Regions from separate parts of the Capsicum annuum genome. Here region 1 is linked to region 2. The links are chromatin contacts, called in public Hi-C maps. All regions are on one chromosome and are shown on one strand. Each heading gives the region's core, a stretch centred on a gene start, on an enhancer-like site or on the middle of the called end of the contact. The rest is flanking DNA. Distances are from core to core; before and after follow the strand shown.

Evidence for each region. A called contact is a pair of places that touch in the nucleus more often than the background predicts.
Region 1: a Hi-C map of bud shows a contact between it and region 2, with 2.3 times the contacts expected there. The contact joins two enhancer-like sites. A contact is called at or near these places in 2 of 5 Hi-C or Micro-C datasets (bud and placenta).

Annotation. Positions count from the first base shown.
Region 1 is chr3:228,609,033-228,614,447 of UCD10Xv1.1, reverse strand. No RefSeq gene overlaps it. Among protein-coding and RNA genes, the nearest start is that of LOC107855975, 9.8 kb to the left of the region's middle. Within about 2 kb of position 3,372, at least 4 of the 5 cell types and tissues checked have an H3K27ac peak or open chromatin away from gene starts, as enhancers often do.
Region 2 is chr3:228,497,547-228,503,069 of UCD10Xv1.1, reverse strand. No RefSeq gene overlaps it. Among protein-coding and RNA genes, the nearest start is that of LOC107855975, 120 kb to the left of the region's middle. Within about 2 kb of position 2,094, at least 4 of the 5 cell types and tissues checked have an H3K27ac peak or open chromatin away from gene starts, as enhancers often do.

The DNA.
Region 1 (5,415 bases), core at 2,123-4,622, 110 kb before region 2:
ACCCCAGATGGTTAGAAATCCCCTTTGGCTCGTACACAAACCTCACTCAAGCTACTACACATTTTCAAACCACCATTTTCATTTGGAACAAAGAGACCTTTGGTAACATTTTTCATACAAAAAGCACCTTCTAGTTAAACTGGTAGGCATCCAAAAATCCTTGCAATACCTTCACAATTCTTTCCTCTGAGAATTGGAATGCTAGCATATCCAGGAGTTTAGTGACATCCTTAAGAAAGAGCAGGAATTTTGCAAAATTAAGTCCAGGATCATCTGGATTGTAGAAGGATATAGTAACACTAAATTTTTCACACTTTCACCCTCAATAGGAGAAGAAGGAATAGAGTTAATTCCTTAAAATATGATGCTGGTAATTGGGCCTTCACTCCAGTAGAGATCCAAATTACCACTATTAACTTCTATAAGACTCTCTTCACTATCTCTTACCAAAAGTGACAAAATAACTCTTCCACTAAAGGCTCTATATCAGCCACTCTGACCACTTAATCCTAGAGACTAGCCCATCCTATGAGGAAATCGAAAGGGATATTTTTTCCTTTAAATCCACCAAGTCTCCTGGACTTCATAGGATCCAGCCACTACTCTATTAGAAATACTGAGACACCATTGGCCCATCCATAATTCGGTTCTGTATAGATACTTTTACCTTAGGTATTATGAAAGACAAGGTTAATGCTACATACCTTTATCTGATACCAAAGTGTACAAATGCCATTAGCCTAAAAAACTTTAGATCCATAGGGCTTTGCAATACCCAATATAAGATTGTGACTAAGATCATTGCTAATAGAATGTAGCCTCATCTAGCTACCCTCATCATCCCCAACCAATCTAGCTTTCATTCTAATAGAAGGGTTGTTGATAATGCCATCATAGTTCAGGAGTACATCACTTATTTCTCAAGGATGAAGGGAACAAATGCTAACATGATCCTCAATATTAATATTGAAAAGGCCTTTGATAGGTTAGAATGGTCCTTCATTAGTCAAACCCTTCACTTCTTTAATTTTCCTACCAATATGGCTAAGTTTATCATGTTCTGCATCTCTACTTCCAGTATATCCATTCTAATTAATGGTGAGAGAATTAAGTTTTTCAAACCCTTTAGAGGTATCAAACATGGGGATCCTATATCTCCTTATATCTTCATCATGTGCTTGGAACTACCGTATAGAAGAATTGATTATGAGTTTGACCTCCTCAACTAGACACCCATCTATATCAGTAGGAATGGGCCCAAGGTCTCCCATCTCTTTTTTACTGATGACCTTAATTTTTTGCCAATGCTGATTCCAAAAACTGCAATGCCATCATGAACACCTTGACCAGTTTCAGTTATCACTCTGGACAGAAAATCATTGCTTCCAAGTCAAAAATCATTTTCTCTTAAAATTGTTCTGAAAGGGACAGAAATTCTTTGGCCCAAGCTCTTCAAATCAAGGCTAAGAAAATTTTTGATAAGTATATGGGCTTTCCTATATTCCAGCAGAAACCCAAGTCTATGGGCTTTCCTATCTTCCAGCAAACCCAAGAATAGTCACTTTCAATTCATATTGGACTCCCTTAATGCTAAGATGGGCGGCTGAAAAACTAATTTCCTCAACATGGCTGGTAGAAATACTCTAGCTAAAGCCTCTCTTCGCAGCATGTCAAACCACATCATGCATTACATCACCCTTTCCAATAAAATCCAAAAGTACATTGACAGAATCCAAAGAAATTTTACTTGGGGCACCACTAATTAAAAAAAATATACATCTTGTATCTTGGACTAATGTTCCCTCCCAAAAGATGAGGGGGTTTAGGCATCCTAAAGGCTAGTCTAAAAATAATCTCCTCATTATGAGCTTGGCATAGAGATTTATAAAAAACCCTTCCAAGCTGTGGGTACAATTCTTTACACCTAACTATAGTAATGAGGGGATGAGGAACCACCCAAATGCCTCCAGAACTTGGGAAGACCTCATGAAGGGTTGGCAAAACTGCAAAGAAGCTTGTACCTGGAGTGTCTTACAGGGCAATAAGGTTAAGTTTTGGACTGACAAGTGGATTCCCTACTAAACTTCTTTATGAAGTGTCAGCAAGGGCCCCCTAACTCATGCAAAAGACTCCTTGACCCTTTTTGAAATCTGGCATAATAATTCCTGGAATTTTGAGGGACTTTCTATAGACATCCCTCAGCATCTTAAACTCCACATCATGTGTTCTCTTTTCCTTCACTCTAGAATCCTGTAAGATACCCCTGTTTGGAACTTAAAGAAAATGGCTAGTTCTTTTGCAACTCTGCCTATAAATTCCTTGCTAGTAAAGAGTGGAAAGGAACGGATAGAAATAATCATCAGTTCAATTGGATTTGAAAGTTAAAATCTCCCAACAAAATCAAAACTTTACTTTGGTTTCTCCACCATGATAGACTCCCCTCAAACTATAACCTCTCCAAAATGGGGCTCCCTATCAACCCAAATTTCCAAATCTACAACCACCATGTAGAAGATACCAACATTCCTTCTTTGAATGCACCAACTCTCAACACTTTTAGAAGGACCTTCTGTACATGGACCCTAAGCCCCCTATGTTCTCCTTAACTGACTTCTACCCTTCAAATTAGAGTGCTACATGGGGTAAGACTAAGAGGAAAGCCTTTGATAATCTCTTGTTGTAGGATGAGATTCTACCCTACTGCCTTTGGATGATTTGGAGAAATAGAAACCACAGTCTTAAACAATGACACTCAAAGTGAAAAGTGCTCCCAAGCCTACTCTGAGGCAGTAGACTTTATCCACATCTCTACTAATAGTACTGTTAGAACCCTTATGACCATCATCAACATCAAATGGAATCTTCCTGAGGGAAACCCTTTCAAGCTGAATACTGATGAACCGTGTTTGGGCAATCCTGGGAGGGGTAGAATTGGTGGTGTAATCAGGAATTAGAGTGGAGAGTGGATCCTAGGGTTCAATAAAAGTTTCCTTCATGCAACTAACAACCAAATAGAGCTCCTAGCTCTTACGAAAGGGTTGAGAATATGCGAACAAAACTACTACCTGCCCGTTGATATTAATATAGACTCCTTGGATACTATTAAAATGCTGAAAGAAGGGAATCCTCTCTATAATGGTATCATTGATGATTGCAGGTACAAGCTAAGAAGGATGGGATGCCCGATGGTGAAGCATAACTTCATAGAGTAGAAAAAGGTGGAGGATGTACTGGTGAAACAAGGAGCAACATCTGACCTTTTTGAAGAAACACAAGTTTTGATAGTTCCTCTGGTGTATATCTGTCAAGCCTTGGAGGCACACATTTAGGAACTGCTTATGATAGAACCATTAGATCTATAACTAATCATGCTCAAATAAACCAGAGCCACCTGTTTTTTTTTTTTTTTGCTATTAATCCAAACTGGTAGTCGGGAATGTATGTAATGTATTAGACAAGTTTTTCTTTCTAACGCATCTGGTTAAATAAAAAAAAGCATCAGTCTTTACCCCAATACCTATCACAAATACATAAGATAAATATTGGAATACATAAAATCAATTTCACAAATAATGAAACAAAAACTACAGATAAAATACCATAATACAAAAAGAAACAAAAAAATACCATGTTGCATAATATATCCTAAAAAGCATTAAAACAAAAACTCCAAAACCAATATCAATTATTAACTACGATATTTGAAGACAATATAAAAAATATGTAGTTTGATGGAAATCAACTAGTTTCAATATCACGAACTACTTACACCAAAAAAATTATGGTTGCCATCTGATTTGGCTATGAAAACCACAATATTTTTAGTAGTTTGATGGAACCACAAATTCTTCCTTCACGTACATGTAGATATAAAATGGACATATATTTTAGAAAAAAAGGACACTCCATAACCCATCTCAAACCAAATAGCCCAAGTTTGGACCATTAGACATTGAATGACCTGTCGGCCAAAGCAATACCCAAAAATAACCATTTCAATTTTGTGCTTCTTTGTCCTTTTTAAAAACTAGTATCTATCCCCGCGCATTGCGCGGATTATTTCAAACTTAAAAGATCAAAAAGAAATAATACAAATGTGTATACAATATATGTCTTTTATATTATAATATTTATTTTCAATTTGTTATATGTATCATTGTTAATACAAACTAACATTTTGTAGGGTATATATATGGTATTTAATATTTATCACTTCATTATCGTTATTTTCTCAAACACCATATATATTTATTTAAATTTTAGCTGAAAAAAAAGTGAATATGCAAAATACAACTCAAACTTTAACTATTATTTCTCAACGAACTGTAAAATTGAAATGATATTTTCAAAAAATTTTGTTAATTGCCTTGCTTTCGAAGGAATTTGGCGACAAATAATATTTCATGAAGTAAATGCAAAGTTAAAGTAGTGTATAATTTTTTCTGAAACAATTAGCGCACGTATAATATCTTCAACATTAGAACTTCACTTATTATTTTTTTAAATTAAATTTTAGACTATGATGTTGTAATCCCTTTATACAATTAGACATATTTTTCTTCTGTAGTCATTCCCCCAAAACATTATAAATTTTTACTGTATGTATTCAGAAGATGTGCGAATATTTTAAAGAAAACAAAACAAAATATAATACAAATGGATGTGTATCAATTATGGGTTACATATTGCTCATTTCTTATGGTATATATGTGTAATTGATATTGATTTATTATTGATTATTTCTGTCATACAAAATACATTTTTTATACTCCCGAATCTATAATAAGAGGGTGCAACACAAAATTGATTATTGTGAACGTACTTAAACAATGAAGGTAGCTCTGAAAAGTAACATTGTTTATTAACATATTTTTTCTTACCTACATTGATTTTAGTGCTCTTTCTAGGGACTAATAGAGAGACCTCAACTATCCCGTATAATATATAGGGCAAAATACATAATGTATCATACTTAAGTATTAAATTACAAAAAATAATACAATTTTATTAAATTACATTTTGTAACATTTGTAGCATTATTTTATTGTGGTCCCTACTTTTTACCTACTTGGAGAAGTAACTTTCAGTTTTCCTTCTTTTCACGCCATAAGCTTTCTCTTTCATTACTTTGAAAGATTTTTGCCGTTCTTTTCGCCCTCAAGAATATATTTCCGCTCCAATTTTTTTTCACTTTGCACGATTTTAGCACCATCAGTAAAGGTTATCTTCATCTATTTCAGGTAACTCTTAATTTACCTATTGCATGTTCGAATTTTTTTAGGTAAATTTCAGAAATAGTATACTCTAATATATCTCAAAATCAGAATTTAAGGTTTTTTGATTTTAATAGATGAACAAACACCAAAATCATGAATGAATAGTGGTATACAGAAGTTGAATTTGGTCTATGACTGT
Region 2 (5,523 bases), core at 845-3,344:
TATTTTAAAGTAAAACAAAACCTAACCAAATATCGGTTTTTTTAATCGGTTTGATTTGGATTGCGGTTCGATTTGGTTAAAAACCAAACCATGAACACCCCTACCAAAATCATTAATAACTACCTTAGTATCATTGGATGAAAAGATTCTTATTAAGGATTTAGTTAATAGCTTAATGTGTTATAATTCAACACAAAAATATTTAGCCTATCATTTAGGCTAATTTAAAGTAAAGATAATAAAATAGAGAACAGAAATCTAAAATACCTCAAAATTAAAGAGCTTAACCAGTAAATAAACTACTAGAATTTTATTGATGAATGAATATTTTAATCTAGTATTTTTTTGTCTCTGATGGGATTTGAAATGTCACACCCTTTTTTTAACCAAAAAGATTATATTTTAAGTTTGAAAGGGTTTAATTATTAAGTGACAAAAATAAAAATTTATTTCAAAAAGGACCTTTTATATTCAAAACTCAGAGTCATCACTTGGCATAATATGGTGTGCCAAGTCACCTTTGAAAATCCTTTTTAAAACTGTTTGACTCTTTAAAACTGGTTTGCGAATAGAAATTTCAGCTAAGGAATTCTGTTAACTGAGGGGAAGGTGTTAGGCACCCCTCCATCCCGTGGTTCGACCACGGTCGCTTGGTGGAGCATATCGACTAATTTGACATTAGAAATGTATAAACCACACAAAACACAAGAAAACAATTAATCAAACACACGAAATAAAACAAATTCAAAATATAGTGTTCAGTCCAATTATACAGTCCAAAATAAAAAATGCAAAAAAATAAATCTTATTCTAATCTACACTAATCCTAACTACGCTCTACCCGACGCCTCGGGCCTTTATCACGAACGTCCTCCAGGTACAAAATACCTCAAGGCATTCTCCGGTGAATAAATATATACAGATACATCGGGGCATTTTCTGGCCAAATAGTAGAATTGATCTAAAAGTGATAAAATAAAACCATTCAACACACATTTCGAGCATTCATCAATCCAACGTTCTTAAATTTGCCTACCCCTTATCGTTTGCCTAACAATTATTGACTTAAAACATGAGACTATCGAATTTAAATAAAATCAATGCATATTACGAATCAAGCGATTATCAATGAATCAACATAAACTAATATTCACTTTTATCAATGTTTTAATTCCCGCTCCCTCAAAATTTTCAATTAAACAATCAGCTTCAATATAGAAATGACCAATCGAAGCCACGAAAGTCATAGATATTCAAATATACGATCATCAATCATCACGAAACATGCAAGTCACGAGATCAAGATATCAAATTGAGTAAAATGAAAAGGAGTTGAAAAAATGGACCTTAGAAGAAGCTTTCAATTAAAATTTCTCCTTCCTGATTAAGACAATGATCGGAATCTTGAATCGAACTTCAACCAGCAACGGGCTCCAACTTCAATATTGGGGAGTTCTAAACCAAAAACTGGACTCGATGATCAGGATGAGATGAACAGAAACCCAGATTCCCAAACCAAAGACAAAACTCGATAAGCCCAAAGTAGTCAATCACGATAGGGAATCAAAAACACAGAACAACAAAAAGATATTTTGGAGTTTTAAAGCTTGAATCGATCAGGAAGACCAACTTGTAAACCAATTTCAGCGAGAAGGGTCGTCGGAATACAGTTGAGACGCCGCATTTATACCATTATCCCTTCTCCATTTACCTCAGCTACGTGTGTGTGTACGCGATTTAGTGTATATATCTGTGTGTGTTGGTGAGTGAAAGAGAATCTGTGAGGATTATGGAGAGGTGAGTGTGTGTGTTCTGTGTTCCATAGAAGCTGTGTATCGTGAATTGAGTGTGTAGCTATGAATAAAAATTGTGTGATCCGGGGTCTGTGTAGTATTTCGTGGAGAAGAAAAAGAAGAATCCCCTCTCAATTCGTGTGTGTGAAACTCGTGGAAGCAGTGAAGAAGATTTTCGTCTGATCTTGGTGAGAGAATTGTGTAGAAGATAAATTTATAATGAGTGAAGTGTGGTGTGCCGTATTCTGACAATCTTTTATGGGACCCCTTCCCTGTTTTGTTATATGGGTGTGTATATTAGGTTTTTCCCCTTTTGGAATTGTGTATGTTCATGTGTGAACATACGTGTCCCTTTCGTTATTGGTGTGAATTGCGTATGGGATCGTAATGGAGTGGGTAAGTAGGTTAGGATAAGAAAAAATTAGTTGGAAGGGTATAATCACATGAATGAGGGTGCGTGGTAAGGTGAGTTAAAAATGAATAAATTAAGGTGAGTTAAAAATGAATAAATTAGACTTCGGTAGGGACAAAATTAGATGTCTACAACATGCCCCCTTTGAATTTAAACACGAAGTGTTTTCAGACAAAGAAGTAGACACCGAGACAATTTTATCCCGACCATTATTCAAAAGAATAAAATAGAAGGAAGGAGGAAAATCGAGTCTACATCAGGACATGAAACTAATCTCAGATACCTCCAAGGAAAGGAGAATAACTATACCGAGTTGGAGAGTCGATTGAGGTTCTGTCGAGGTTTCGATCTGCGGCTCCTATTCTTCAGGCGGACTTCTGACTTGTAGTATCTTCAACTTGTTTCTTGACTTTTAATTTCTTCACATTGTTGCTTGACTTTTCATCTCTCACCCTTGTTACTTGACCTTCAATCCCTTCACTTTGTTGCTTGACTTTTAATTTCATCACCCTATTCTTCAGGTGGGCTCCTGACTTATCATTTCATCACTCTATTCTTTAGGCGGGCTCCTGACTTGTAATTTTATCACCCTGTTCTTCAGGCGGGCTCCTGATTTGTAATTGCATCACCTTGTTCTTCAGGCGGGCTCCTAACTTGTAATTTCATCACTCTATTCTTCAGGAGGGCTCCTGACTTGTAATTTCATCACCCTGTTCTTCAGGCAGGCTCCTGACTTGTAATTGCATCACCTTGTTCTTCAGGTGGGCTCCTAACTTGCCATTTCATCACCCTGTTCTTCAAGAGGGCTCCTGACTTGCCATTTCATCACCTTATTCTTCAAGCGGGCTCCTGAAACCCAAAATCAAAACTAGAATGAAAATTATCCCAATCTAAGATTATGATAAAGAAGGATTTCATTTTTGAAAGCATGGTCCCATTTTCCAGAAGGATCCTGAACATAATGTAAATTAACATTTTCAAGAAGGGTCCTAAATAGAAAGTAAATTAACATTTTTCAGAAGGGTCCTAAACAGAAAGTAAATTCTCATTTTCCAGGAGGGTCCTGAACATAAAGTAAATTCACATTTTCCAGGAGGGTCCTGAACAGAAAGTAAATTCCCATTTTCTAGGAAGGTCCTGAACAAAAAGTAAATTCTTATTTTCCAGGAGGGTCCTGAACAGAAAGTAAATTCTCATTTTCTAGGAGGGTCCTGAACAGAAAGTAAATTCTCATTTTTCAGGAAGGTCCTGAACATAAAGTAATGTCCCATTTTTCAGGAAGGTCCTGAACATAAAGTAACGTCTTATTTCCCAGTCCCATTTTCCAGGAGGGTCCTGAGCATAAAGTAAATTTTCATTTTCCAGAAGGGTCCTGAACAGAAAGTAAATTCCTATTTGAGGGTCCTGACCAGAAAGTAAATTCCCATTTTTCAGGAGGGTCCTGAACAGAAAGTAAATTCCCATTTCCAAGAGGGTCCTGAACATAAAGTAAATTCCTATTTTCCAGGAGAGTCCTGAACATAAAGTAAATTTTCATTTTCCAGGAGGGTCTTGAATAGAAAGTAAATTCCCATTTTTCAGGAGGGTCTTGAACATAAAGTAAATTCCTATTTTTCAGGAGAGTCCTGAACATAAAGTAAATTCCCATTTTCCAAGAGGGTCTTGAACAGAAATTAAATTTTCATTTTCCAGGAGGGTCCTGAACAGAAAGTTAATCCCCATTTTTCAGGAGGGTCCTGAATATAAAGTAAATTACCACAGATGTGCTTTTCCAATGGTATCTGAATTAAGTGAAGCAATTTTGCCCCTGTTTCAACAAAGAAAATCTGTCAGTTAAAAACATAGTGGTGGCTTACAGCCCTTGGCTGTCCCGACACCTGCTCCAGTCACCATTCCCTTTATTTTGTTTCAGATTGCTGGCACTTACCCCTGTTTTGTTGCGTCATTGACCCAAACTCAAATTATTAAGAGTAACTCTAAAATAAACACAATATCTCTAATTTGCCATGCTTCTCAGATAAACCCTTTAAACCTTGGTATTTTCATGAGTTCCCAGATTTGCCTGTTGACAAAGTTTTCTGCCTGCCCTTTTTCGGCTCACAATCATGTCCCTTTCATATGTTGTCCTTTTGTCTTTCTTTGTGTAATTAAAGAAGTTGGTAGCCAGTTTCGAAATCCTTTGTCATTTATTCTGACATGGACTGGACTCAAAGACAAGAGAAACATGAAAACAATTTTTTTTATTTGTATAACTGACTCAAGAAAATAAAAATATAACTATAGAGAAGAAAGAAACGACAATGAATGTCCCTATTGAAAAAAAATGAAAGAAAAGTTTGTGGAAATGATAGTCAACTCTAATGATTATGACATGCATATCAGATTAATCTCCTTGATCTTTCCATCCAAACTTTCTACCAGTTATTCTTGAGTTAATGGTCCTGAAATTGAGTTGTTTCCTTAGGTCAATTGCATTTAAGACCCCATTCGGCTAGTGACACCTTGAAGGATTTTTGCCAACAAGCCTCTCTTATTTTTCTCTCAGCTCACCATCGCTTTATGGTGCCCGTGAGGGTTTTCACCAATAAAACTCTCTCATTTTTATTTCCCTCAACTTACCATCATCTTACGGTGCCCAAAAGGGTTTTCACCAATAAGACTCTCATTTTTATTTCTCTCTAGATTCCTTATACTGAGGAAGACAAATAGTACCCAAAATACATCATCATATCCATTGCATACTTAGCCTTAGCATTCTCAAAGATTGATCTGAAGGTCTTTCTTGGTTGTAACTTGGCTTTGGATAAGGTTAGAAAGAAAGGATGACATGAGGCCCAAACAACACTTGAAATGGGGCAGGACTTACAACTTTTAGAATTGACTCAAACAATGAGGATTAATTCATGCCCCAGTTTCTTTTGACTGGTAAATTATAAATTTTTTATTTGGTTGGACCGAGCCCAGAGTAGGGCAGCCTACGTATCTCACCTCCGACAGAGGAGAATCAGGACACGTGTAGTTCTGACAACTTGTTTTGCATGATTCTGACTTCTTCTTTTTTCTATTGACTCTTTTTCTCTTTTTGAACTTTTTCTGACTCTATTTTTCTTGATACTGTTCTCTTTTTTTTCTTTTTGGACACATTTTTTTTCTCTTTTCTTCCTTTTTGATAACTTTTCTGACTCTAATCTTTTACTTTACAGTTTTTTTTTTTTAACTTTTTGACTCTATCTTGATTCCAAAAGAGGAGTATGAAAGAAACAGAACTAAAGATCAAATGGGGTAAACAAAGGATAACATAATATTTGGATAGCAGAA